2 separate regions of the Zea mays genome follow, and region 1 is linked to region 2. The links are chromatin contacts, called in public Hi-C maps. All regions are on one chromosome and are shown on one strand. The core of a region is the stretch at or near the end of the contact, and the rest is flanking DNA. Distances in the headings are between cores, read along the strand shown.

What was found. Hi-C and Micro-C count contacts between places; a contact is called where the count stands out from the background.
Region 1: a contact with region 2 is called in a Hi-C map of endosperm, with 4 times the contacts expected there. The contact joins the enhancer-like site here to the promoter of LOC100191140 in region 2. A contact is called at or near these places in 4 of 25 Hi-C or Micro-C datasets (ear, endosperm, leaf and 1 more).

Annotation. Positions count from the first base shown.
Region 1 is chr5:86,337,729-86,344,196 of Zm-B73-REFERENCE-NAM-5.0, forward strand. No RefSeq gene overlaps it. Among protein-coding and RNA genes, the nearest start is that of LOC100275043, 90 kb to the left of the region's middle. Within about 2 kb of position 3,558, at least 18 of the 20 cell types and tissues checked have an H3K27ac peak or open chromatin away from gene starts, as enhancers often do. A contact at or near this core is called in ear, endosperm, leaf and 1 more, where this site is marked.
Region 2 is chr5:86,241,359-86,247,979 of Zm-B73-REFERENCE-NAM-5.0, forward strand. It overlaps LOC100191140 (camouflage 1), which reads left to right and starts at 3,574. Exons shown (of 5, transcript NM_001136576.2): 1 at 3,574-3,902; 2 at 4,673-5,078; 3 at 5,582-5,785; 4 at 6,471-6,621. The coding sequence starts at 3,739.

The sequences.
Region 1 (6,468 bases), core at 2,308-4,807, 96 kb after region 2:
AAAGCTACTTGTGACAATAAATGAATAATTTACCTTAATTCTATAATTCCTAAATTAACATCTACCGAGCACAACATAGGATGGAGAGATTGTTATAACTACAAAACGTATAACAAATAATGAAAAACACTATAACAATGTTGGTTAGTGTCATTTCAAACTCCACTCTAGTAGACCTACCAGACCATAATTAAACCCCATGATGAGAGATACACACAAATTCTACTGCTAAAGTACCCCTGCACTAGATCACATGTTGAGTATCCTTAGAAATACATGGGACCCGCAATACATCCTCACATGATCTGGAGATGTTGCAACCAAACCATAGGCATGACAGCATGATGTAGCTCATCCCTTGCATCTACACGCCAAGCCAAGCGAATGAGGATAACCAGTGGGGTAGGCTAGGTAGCGATCACACGGTTAATAAATTTGCTAGCTGACCAACCAGGAGTGGCCTCACTAGCAGATAGAAAGGATAGGAGGCATGGGTGGCCACCATGACCATGAAGACCTACACACGCCGAGGGGGTGAGTTAGGAGGCGACGCGTGCCGACCGCTGAGGAGGCAGGGCCATATCATGACCTCTCCCTGGCTCAATCTGGAGTGGAGGAACTCCATCGCTTGAGTTCAAAATCCATGATCCATTTACGGGACCTTTCCAGATTGCGCCTCTGGGATAGTTCGAATGATATCATACCAGCCTAAACGAGGCCATACAATCAAAATCTCTCTTACCAGTGTGGATCCTACAATCTTTCTGTCATGGCAGCGGGGAAGAGAGAGACTGAGGCAGCGCGTCGGCCGTGTGGGCCATAGGGCTGCGGCGGAGGAGGGACAGGAGAGAGGGGCGGTAACAATTATACAAGTAATGCAAAACAATTATACAAAATTTTATTCTTGTTCATAATGTGTTTAATATCAAATTCTATACATACTATTTTAAATTATTAAATTTATCCTATAATTTGGATATGTAGGATCCATCTCTAGCGGATGGCACCTACAGCTCAAATAGGCAACCCGACCTTTCTTAATTACCAAACTGATTGTAAATAAATAAATAAATAATAAATAATATGTCATACGTGGATTTAAGGACAACCCCAGGCGCGAATCAAATGTGTGCTAGGATCAAGTCTCACACATATGATGACTCATGGTACAGAAAACAATGTCAAATCTTCATTATATAGTAGAGGTTCTATACAAAATAGTTAAATAAATACTTCATATGACGACAACGATCCACCACAACAATAGTTGACTGGGAAATGATGGCCTAGACCTCTAAAGAAATCAACGCAACATCCTTCGTGCTCCTCATCTTGCGGTACCTATTCTTGACCTTCGGGGTGAGTACAACAATGATGAGCTCACGTACGTTCATCGCTCAACAAGTTGTGGGAATAATGTGCATAAGCTTAGTTACGATGGGGACTCATGTGAAGTTTAAGGCTTACCAAAGAGAATAGTTAAGGCTGAGCATTGCTTTTAATAATTTGGTCAAAATTTTATTAGCAGTTACTAAGTATAAGTAGATACAATCAACATTCCTCTGATACCACTTCTGTCACACCCAGATTTAAGTGCAAACCCAGGCGCGAATCAAATGTGTGCTAGGATCAAGTCTTACACATATGATGACTCATGGTACAGAAAGCAATGTCACATCTTTATTATATAGTAGAGATTTTGTACAAAATAGTTAAAAATACATCATATGACGACAACGATCCACCGCAACCATAGTTCGCTGGGAGACGACGACCTAGACCTCTCATGAATTCATCGTGACATCCTTCGTGCTACTCATCTTGCAGTACCTGTTCTTGACCTGGGGGTGAGTACAACAAGGGTGAGCTCACATACGTTCATCGCTCAACAAGTTGTGGGGAATAATGTGCATGAGCTCACTTACGGTGGGGGCTCATGTGAAGTGTAAGGCTTACCAAAGAGAATGGTTAAGGCTGAGCGTTGCTTTTAATAAGTTGGTCAAAATTTTATTAGCAGTTACTAAGTACAAGTAATTGATTGCCATTGATAATAAATCCCACAATGCAGTGCAAATAACAGATTAAGTTTAATTCCATAAGTTAATCTTGCGAGAGTCCTAAGTCGCTCTTGATCGTGAGCACGACTGATATACCAGTTTTACACTCTATAGAGGTTGCACATCTTTACCCACAAGATGTGTTTCTTGTGAAGCAAGGGTTAGCTAGACCCTTAGACACTTCGAAGGTAAATGGCTAGGGATCTACTGAGAGGCCTTTACAAAGTTTCACTAGTTCGAGAAAACCCGCTACGGTGTTAGGAAGAAGGAAGCATAGGAATCTCTCGTCCGAAAAGCTTTAAAGACAGTTTGACTTAGGACCTCCGTATACTCTACAAGAATGCGCTCCTAGCTTGCCCCTTTCAGGTAAGGTAATATCTCCCTAGCTTTACTAATTACTTGGCCAAGGGTGTCCCATTCCACCCTTGTGGTAACACTGTGAACTCAAGTTAAACTCCATGTTCCAATTAACACCATAATTTTATCATGAACAATAAATAATTCAGTAAATATAATAAAGCATGATCATATGTCATATAGCATTACTTCCCAAAAACCAGGTAGAGCATAGCCAAACTACCCAATAATTCATTTGTTTGCAAGGTGTGTGGTAAACAAAACTAGGGTAACCTATTAGGTCCCATCAAATTACCTGAGCATGTCACAGTGATTAACAGGAACATTATTAGGTAAAGAAGAGTGATCAAGGGAACAACTTGCCTATGACTTGCGATAACTTTTATCCAAATGTTGACCCAAAATTGGGTTTCAAGTTCCTCGTCACCTCGCTTGTACTCGTAGCAATACATACAATCAAGTAAATAATGGATATGGTGACACTACGCCAAAGAATATGAACAAAATGTGTAAAATTATTCTGCACGTCGCTACGAGATCGCATGTTCAAGAATCACTAAAATCAGAGTTATGTTTGAAAGATATGGTTTTCGGAAGATTTAGGTGATTAAGCTTATGAAAACTATGTTTTATGTTGATCAATATAAATCATGTGAGAAGGTTAAATAAATAATTAATTTAACTTTAATACTAATTATAACTTGACCGTAAATCATATTTTAATCAGATTATAGATGGAGCATATTAACTGTGATTTAGAAAAGTAAATCTTAATAAACATTGGTTAACCGAATATTTAATTATCCTTGAAAACAGTAAAGCAAATGTTGTTAATGCGTAGGAAATTTTAATACGAAACTAACGCAACTTGAACGGATTAAATTGGAGCTAAGGTGAGTGGGTTATGGGATTTACAAGATTCTATGCATTTTTTGTTAGCTTCATACACTAAAATAGATCCCAGGGGTCTATTTGGAAAGTCTAGGGACTGATCTGCAATTACTTCACACTATGCATGGATGGCGGGTTGGTTTAAATTAAACTCGAGGGCTCTTATGTAAAAGATAACGGTCGAAGGGGTATCTGTGAATATTACCCGTCCGATCTGATCCTTACGCCTAGGATTAGATCCAAAGGTTTAAGTGACTCGACGCACCCGGCAACCGTTGGATCGCATATCCCCGGACGAGAGTCTGCCACGCGTTGATCTATTTTCATCCCTCCGCTACCTGATTGATGGTTGAGATTAAAAACTACAAAAGGTTATTCGGGATCTAATCATGTCCATCCATGAAAGGACCGACGGCCACCAACTCGCCTCCTTCCTCTCAGTGATGCCACGCGACCCCGCCGCGCTCTACATCGCGGAGTCCCCATCGGCGATCACCCAACCGGTGATCTGGCGCCCTGGGCCACGAGGACAAACATTACCGAGGTCTACATGATTCTAAGGTTTTGAACCATCTCACCTGCGCAGATGTCGTAGGTCCTACCATCCCGGCCGCAGGTGGTTCCGCGGCGGAGGCCTCATGCCGACGAGCAATCCAACGACCCTTCTCCAGCACCAACGTACTCCGAACCACCTCTCGGACTACCTGGCCATGCCCCAATGTCGTCATGCACGATGAGCAAAGGTAGCAGCTCTCTTCTCTCCCCTCTCGCTTTTCCTCGGTGGCGATGGCGGCAGCGTATGGTTTGGCTCAAACCCGGCTACTCCTATGACCCCCAACATCGTTCATATTCATACACTAAACTACAGACCCGGGTAGCACACGGTGGCTATGGAGAACACGACAGACGGTTGCAATAGCTTGATCTTCCGAGATGTCTTTGACAAGTAGATGGTTATGGATCCCGGGGCCCACATGTCACCGACGTAGCGTGTGGGATAGAGTACGCCCCAGCGGGCCCGCGCATCAGCAGGCCCACATGGGCGGACGCGCGCACGGTTTGGCGGATGGCGAAATACGTACCGGGCCGGCCAGAGATGCTGCGGGGATGGTGCCACACAACGGCGAGGGCAGGGCACATGGGTGCACATAAGCCGATAAGCGACTGACAGGCAGCGCCCGCCCGTCGGCGCTAGACTCCAGGGATGAGGTTGGGCCGGCACGGGGAGAAGGCCTATTGGGCCGAGATGACCTAGCTGAGGTAAGGCTTTCTCTTTTGTTCTATTTTTATTTCTTTTCTAATTTGTTTTTTATTTTAGTTCTAAATATTTTGATTCAAAACTAACCTCAAGTTTCCAATTAAATTTTGTTTTAGATGCAACAACAAAAGTATCCAGCATGAAAAGTAATATTTTTTATATTAAGTATGCTTTTAAATAGATAATTCATATACTTGTGTCGTCCTCGAAGTCACGCTACTCCTTGACGCATGAAAATTTGTTTTAGATCCAACAACAAAAGTATCCAGCATGAAAAATGGTTTTAGATGCAACAACTATAGTATCCTGCGTTGTCCTCAAACTCTCGCTATTCCTTAACGGAGCCCGCCCGCAGGCGAGGCCAAGAGCGAGGCTGGAGCGTGCACGGCGTGTGGAGGAAGTGGTTGAGGAGGAAGGTGGAGACGTGTAGCAACCCAAAAATTCAAACCTTGAAATTTTCTCAAACTCGCTCTAAATTCAAAATGAATTTGAAATTTTGTTTTAAAATATTTATTTGCGAGTTGATCTCAACAAATAAAATATAGTGGTCTATATTCTCTCCAAAATCCTTCTCAAAATATCCTATAAATATTTCCCCAGTGATCCTCCTCAAATTCTTTCCAGAAATACTGCCCAAATATTCCACCGATAAGTCTCCAAATATTTTCCTCCTGAGAAATACCTTTAGAATCATTTTCAAAGTCTCTACAAATATTTTCTTCATAATTTTCCTCATGCTCATACGTATACGTACGCCTCTGGTGTCATACAGTGATCTCTACAAGCTAATTTCACTTATACATGACTAATACATGCTTATCTCCCACTAATTCTCGCATCCTCCCAATAATCCTCGCCTCCTCCCCCTAATCCACGCCACCTTGCCTATAAATAGAGGGGCAAGGGCCTCCCCTTAAGCTACCCAAGCCATTTCATGGCAACTCACTTCTCCCCCCCACTCCCACTTCCATACAAGCACAACACAAACACAAGGATCGTTCGGTCGTTCATTCGATCGTTCGTCCATCTGTTCATAGTTTGTTCGTCCGATCGTCCGATCGTTCATGGTTCGTTCGTTCATTCATTCGATCGTTCGTCTGTTCGTTCATCCAAATAATCTTTGTTTAGCCGTTATGCTGCCGAAATTCCGATCGTTCGTTTGTCCGATCATTCGATCGTTCGTCCTTTCGTTCATAATCCCTATTCATCGTTCATCGTTCGTTCATAGTCATTATTCATCATTCATCGTTCGTTCATACAACTATTCATCGTTCATTGTTCGTTCATACGAACTGTTCATCGTTCGTTCATAGTCACTATTCACCGTTCACCGGATCGTTTATAGTCAATATTCATCGTTCATCGTTCGTTCATACGAACTATTCATCGTTCATCGTTCGTTCATACGGACTATTCATCGTTCATCGGATTGTTTATAGTAACTATTCAGCATTCATTGGATCGTTCATCTTACTATTCATCATTACTATTCGTCATTCATCCCAAATATTCAACTGCTCATCCATCATGCTGTCCAGCTCACCTAAGACCTGCCAAACCAATATTTCAGTCATACGAACTCCGGTAACTGTGATTTTCCTTCTAGTAAGAACTTCCCATCTGGTCACCCATCCCAGATTTCTCCAAGTTGAGCACGCTTAACTTTGAGATTCTTTCGAACGAGGCTTCCAAAAGAAAGACGAACCATGTTTGTATGGATATGCCATCAATCCTATAAAACCTGGCTCAAGATACCGCATCCCACCTATAACGCCCCGAATTTTGGAGTTGAATTTTTTCTTTTCTTCACTCACCAAATTCGGGCGTTACCCTTTCCTTTTTCCTTTTCTCCTTGCTAAGCCTTGATCTTTTCCAAAGTTATAGCGAGATTTGGCTTGAGATCTC
Region 2 (6,621 bases), core at 2,324-4,823:
CGAAGAACTACCACCCTTCTTGATCTTACCATTGGTGGAGTAGAAGGAAAGAGAAGCAAGTAAACAGCGAGCAGCAGTAAGAGATGTGAAAATGCCGGAGAAGCAAGAACGCTATTTATAGAAGAAGAAGGCAACCGCTCACCTCCTACCACGGCCACCGAACAATCACAAAAATTCAATATGCAATTCAAATCGTCTAGAGACACGCCAGGCGGCTGACGCCGTTCCACGTAACACGACACCCATTGGGACTCCAGTCAACTGCTCGGGCGATATGATTACACCCGCGGTCACATCAAGTTATTACTCAGAAGCAGTTTGCTAAACGCTCAGCGCACCAAGCCGTCCCTTGCCTACACCCATTGGGAGGGGACGTCCAGGAATTTTCAATAGATTTTCCCAAGCAGTCACATCCATACAGTATGCGCAATGAATACCTCAAGACAGAAGGAAGATATCAATAGGTATCAAAGGAAAGCCAAATATAGCTGATGAGGTACAAGTCTAATCGACAGAAGCATTGAAGCACGAAGTGATATGAAGACTAGCCAAAGGCCATCTGTCGAACATCCAATCAGTCGCAGATCAAATAAATTGCAAGACCTAGCAAGATATGGACAGATCGCGTACTCGGCCTCAAAAACAAAAATGTATGCTGACCTCTAAAGCATAACGTTAATGATATAATGCTGATCTCTAAGGCATTCGACAAAAGAAAAGGATGATTTCTAAAAAACAGCAGGAAACGAAGACCTTCGAGTGGATTATTTTCAAAAATCCACTCAAAGCTCGGGGGTGCACCCAATGAATAATCATCCCCGAAAGACAAAATGCTGAGTTGCTGACCTCTAAAGCATACGGCAAAACTAAGGCAAGGCTAACCTCTGAAAAAGCACAAGTGGAAGATAAAAGTGATTTCTGAGAAGACTTGAAATGAAGACCTTCGAGTGGATTATCTGCAAAAATCCACTCGAAGCTCGGGGGCTACACCCATTGGGTGCACCTTCGGAGCACCCAATGAATTTCAAAATTCTACAGTGCAAAATGCTGACCTCTGAAGCAGGAACCTGATACAGAACACCAAATTTCGAGGAATAATAGCGGAAGAAGACAGTAAAAGATCGTTTTTACCGGATCACTAAGAGTTCAGAAGTAGTGACCCGACAGGCTTATTTCCAAGGCATTTCTTGTTAAAACCAGAGACTGCAAGCTGGACCTAGGATCTTTGGGCCGGTTATTTCAAAATCAACCCAAAGATCGGGGGCTTGTGGGGGACGAATATCCCCCGGGTCCACCAGAAGGACAAGATACCTCGCGAGGGGCCCGTGGGCCCAATAATCCGCGAGGTCACCCCTTCGTGGGCTTGGGAGGAACATCCAATAAAGCGGATCGACACAAGGCCGGATCAACGCAGGCCCAGACGGCCCGATGAATTTGAGCAGTGATCGCAACAGTGACCCGACCTTCCCGCGCAGGGGCCCCATACATCGGAACCGAGCGAGGATGGTTCGACTGAATTATAGGAAGATAGACTCAGTCAGTTCACTATTACTTAGGCACCCGTTGTTATCATATCCACATGTAATGCCCCACGGTCGAGTATATAAGGCCTAGGGGGGCACCCCTTCAAGACGATCTATCTCATTACTTAGCCATCCACCCGGTTCTCTACGTCCCCAACACTAGAGAGCCCCCTTGTAACCCACCACATAAAGTACTCACGCCAGGACGTAGGGTGTTACGCATCTCAAAGCGGCCTGAATCTGTGCACAACTATCCACTGTTTCTCGTGCATCTGGCACGAACCATCGAGCTACAGTCAGTAATACCGTCCTACTCCAAAAAGCACCTTGAGGGGCAACCCCGGGTGCGCGGTCGGACCCAAAACACCGACAGGGCCCTAGCAAGGTTGTGTGAGGGATTAATCGGGTGGAAAGCCGCCATAGACCCGGGAATTGCTCGCCGTAGTTGGAGAAAACCGTGGGCGCCGCGGGTTGCGTCGGAGCAAGGTGCCACCGCCCCGATTTGAGGTAAAATCACCCCCATCTTCTTCGTCCCACTCTCCGCTGCGCATGGCACCTTTCGGGAGGAGTTTTAGGGCATTAAATCATGGCCACCGTGCCCGGCCGGGGCAATGTCAAATATCTACACTAGAAAGTGGGACCAAGAAAAAAATGTGGTTGAGTGCCTAGATTATCTTAAGAGACAAATCCTTCTTATTGTTTCAGGAAGAGTCGTCTTGACCATGAATGTGCATGTACATCTCATGACCATTAATCTTCCCTAAGATTTGACTATTGGTGGTGGTGGATAGATCGATTTGGTGAAACACCATGACTATATGGCCATACTTCTTGATTGGGAGAACACTCAAGATTTTTCTCACAACATATAATCATTGTGTGGGTTGCGTGAGCCCCAATCCATTAACTTCCTCTATAAGAACATTCAACTATGAGTACATATCATTTGCAGTTTCGCGAGGAAGCATTTTTAAATAATTCAATTTCTTCATGATTAAATGATAATACTCTTCACGCTCACTCTTGGTCCCTTCACAAAGTGGACATATATCGAATTAATGATCATGAACGTCACTATGGTTACATACTCTAGTGAAAACATCCTTGCAAAGGTCTCTAAATAGAGTGTTCTTGGCCTTAGAATTCCATTTCTCAAAATAAATTTCATCAATGATTAGATTAGTGGGATCCTTAGGTGTTTGAATCCCTTGAGTAGAGAATCTAAAAACTCATATATCTATAGCCACAAGGTAAGCTGCGATACAAATTTTCGAACAAGGAAAATCATTACCCTAGACATGAGTAGGGTTGAAAACAGATGGGTAAAATCTCGTTCTGACTCATACTATTTTCTACATTTGACCCGACCGTTTCCATATTTACGAAAAAAATATGGAAACGGGAGATGGTTTATTCTGTTCATTTTTTTTGATCCCGTTTTTGTCCGGAATGAACCCGTATTTATTCCGTATTTGATAAATATGGGATGAGCCTAATATGCATTAGTATATAAACTAAAGTATCATGTCTTTAGTTGACAAATTATAGCACAAGTGGTCATTGTAACTATCGGCTCTTTTCAATGACAAGTGGTCTAAAGTCTTAAACAACATCAGATGTAGCTAAATGTACACTATTAGCAACCAAACAACAATAGAATGATGTCTCTCTATATCTATTTGTTTTATGTTATTGTCCTGCCAATCAATCACTATCAAACATTAATATCATTTCTATTTGTATTAAATTATGAGTTTCCGTTAGTATTTCCATTTCCGTTCATTTTCGCAATTCCGTTTATCCCGCTCTCGTTTCCGTTCCCAACTATTCCGGACCCGATCCCGTTTCCGATGAAAAAATGCGGATACGGAAATGGAAGAGGGGTTTTTCCATTCGTTTTCATCCCTAGATATGAGAAGGTTTTTGGAGATGCTCTAAGCATGAGAAAACTTTTTATGAAAAATACAAATAAAATAAATGGAAATATATCTAGAAAATCCCTAGGTTTAAGTTGAGTTTTATGCATGCTGAGTATGCTTCGCTGTGGTTGGCCAATCCTGACACATTATCTTCTCATCCAAGCCGAGAGCGTGACCAGCTCACCCAGATCAGAATCCAGACCTCGTCAGAGAGCATTCCCTTGTGCATCTCGGCCTCTCCTTCCTCCCTTCCTCGCCCGCCCAGTCCTCTAACCATCTTCTCCAAACGCCCGGAGATGGTCTCGCTGCGATGCACCACCGCGCACCACTCCCTCCTCGGCTCGCCGACCTGCCTCGCGCGCCCGCGGCGGCGGCCGTGCCCCGTCGTGCGCGCTGCCGTCGCCGTGGAGGCCGGCGCTCAGGCCAAGGTCTCACTCATCCGGATTGGGACGCGTGGGAGGTGATCGAATTCGACCCTTTCTGCGGTTTCTTTGTTTGGGATGACGATGAATTCGTGGTTATGCTGGTCAAAATCGTGTCTTTAGGTTCTGTTAATTGTTGAATTTGGGGACGGCAATGCGTTGTGACTTGTGAGTGCCTGATAGATCCTGCGTTTAGCTCTTCGTCCGGGAATGTGAGTTTTGAGATGTGGCTCTGAACCTACTGCGTCTTTATTAGGTGTTGAACATTGTGGATTGTCTGGTAAAGTTCAAAGGAGCATCGAGAATCGTTAGCAGGAAGGATGCGCTTCTTTGCTTTGTAGGATGCAATTCCGAATCAGTAGTAACTGGGCGTTGACCTTGATAGAGCTAAAGAATGGCGGCAAAATTCTACGTTTTAGATCTCACCTCTGCTATTTTTGGGCCAACACCAGAGGCTGGATTGTTCTTGTGCTATTCTCATGCTAGTTAGTGGTTTCATGTTAGCGTTTACAAGGGTGTTGTCTTTATCAGTCTTTGCCTTGACTCGGTTTTAACCAATTTACTACTTTTCTTGGATCTTGTGGAAATTCTACGCCTTTTAGACATTTTCCTTATGTTGAGAAAAAAGTTACTCAAGAATTCGTTTTAAAAAGCAGCAAGAAAAAGTTACTAAAGAAAATTCACAGTTGCTGCCAAAACAAATTGTTCATTCCACTTTCCAAGTTTTCATTTTAAAGTGTTGTTTGTTTCTTTTTTTCATTTGGAATGTGCAAATTTTGTAATTCTTGTCATTGGTTATTTAGGACAGTCCTCTGGCTCTTGCACAAGCCCATGAAACTCGGGAAAAACTGAAAGCCGCACACTCTGAGTTAGCTGAGGAGGGGGCTATTGAGATCGTCATCATAAAGACCACAGGAGACATGATCTTGGACAAACCCCTTGCAGATATTGGAGGCAAGGGTTTATTCACCAAGGAGATAGATGATGCACTCTTGCAGGGAAGGATTGATATAGCTGTGCACTCTATGAAAGATGTTCCAACATATCTACCTGAAGGCACAATATTGCCCTGTAACCTCCCACGAGAAGATGTAAGAGATGCATTCATATGCTTGACTGCAAATTCGCTCGCGGAGCTTCCTGCTGGCAGTGTTGTTGGAAGTGCTTCCTTGCGGAGACAATCTCAGATTCTCTACAGATATCCATCACTGAAAGTAAGTATGATGGTTTTGCTCATCACACTTTCCCTCCTCACCCCCTATACTTGTGATTTTAGTGCTACCAGATTTACTGATGTGTTCATAGGTACTTCCCAGTATTGTGAGTCCGGTGTCCCCCCCCCCCCCCCATTGCATACTCTCTGAAGTCTAGAACATAGATCTTCTTTCTATCAGCTGCAGTTTTTAACTCTATTATAAACTGTTAAAAAAACTCTTACCAATATGTACATTTTTCATTTGTATGATTCTGAAGCTGTTGTTTTCAATGTCATACATGTGAAAAAATGTCCATCCTAGAGGCATTATTGCAATTTTCTTTTTCTTTTGTTATAAAGAGTATTTTGTCCGGTTGACAGTTGTATATTCTTGCCTTAGTCCTGTACTTAAATATTTAGAAGCCTGTATCTGTATTTTTAAAAAAATATTTAGAAGTGTGTTATGATTAGGCATTGACCTTGATTAGTCTCGCTTAAGTAACAGTATTCAATGTTTTGCAGGTAGTTAACTTCAGAGGAAATGTTCAGACACGGTTAAGGAAACTCAAGGAAGGAGATGTGTCTGCTACATTGTTGGCGCTGGCTGGATTAAGGCGGCTAAAAATGGCAGAAAATGCAACAGCTGTACTATCAGTGGAAGAAATGCTTCCGGCAGTTGCCCAAGGTGCTATTGGAATCGCTTGCCGAAGCAACGATGACAAAATGGTAAGGCGTCCAGTGTTGCAGTATGCTGGTAAATGGAGAAAACATGATGCTTGCATGATTCCATGTACAAATCTGACACTAGCTTTGCTGTCTTTTCTTTATCGGACTTTGCATGCCACTTTGATTAACTGATAAGCAAGGGCGGATCTAGAATTAGGAACCATTGATGTCGCTAGCGTAGCTATGATGGACATGCTGTGTCATTGCCCCTTTTGCCCACAGTAATTTTTCATTGAGTTTACACAGGTCATTGCTGTCAGGGGACAGAATTACTAATACTGTGGACCTGCCCCCTGGTGACAGGGTCTGACCATTTTATGGTCCTGAATAATAACCATTCTAGGTATATATATTGCTGTTGAGGCCACACAGATATGTCTCTTTGTCATGCCACTATTTGCATTTTTATTTAACAAATATCTTTTATTTATTGCTTTTTTTATCATGGCCATGTTGCATGCTGTGGCTTTTCCGAAAGCATTTAATCTTTGCAACTATGCCTTACAGTAGGCCTTTATTTTTCTTATTTCAGAGTGTGCATTGTTGTTTTATTCCGCAATGTACATGAATGTACTATGCAGCTACGCAGAGCATGGCAGGCACTTGCTTGCTCATGGCTTTCTTTTTAACACTATATGTATCCGAAAATGATAAGATCTGCCATTCTTTGCCCTCTTTTCTGCAGATGGAGTATCTGTCCTCGTTGAACCACGAGGATACCAGACTAGCTGTCACATGCGAAAGAGAATTCTTGGCAGTTCTTGATGGCAACTGCCGAACTCCAATTGCGGCCTATGCTTACCGTGACAAGGACGGGAACTGCTCATTCCGGGGCC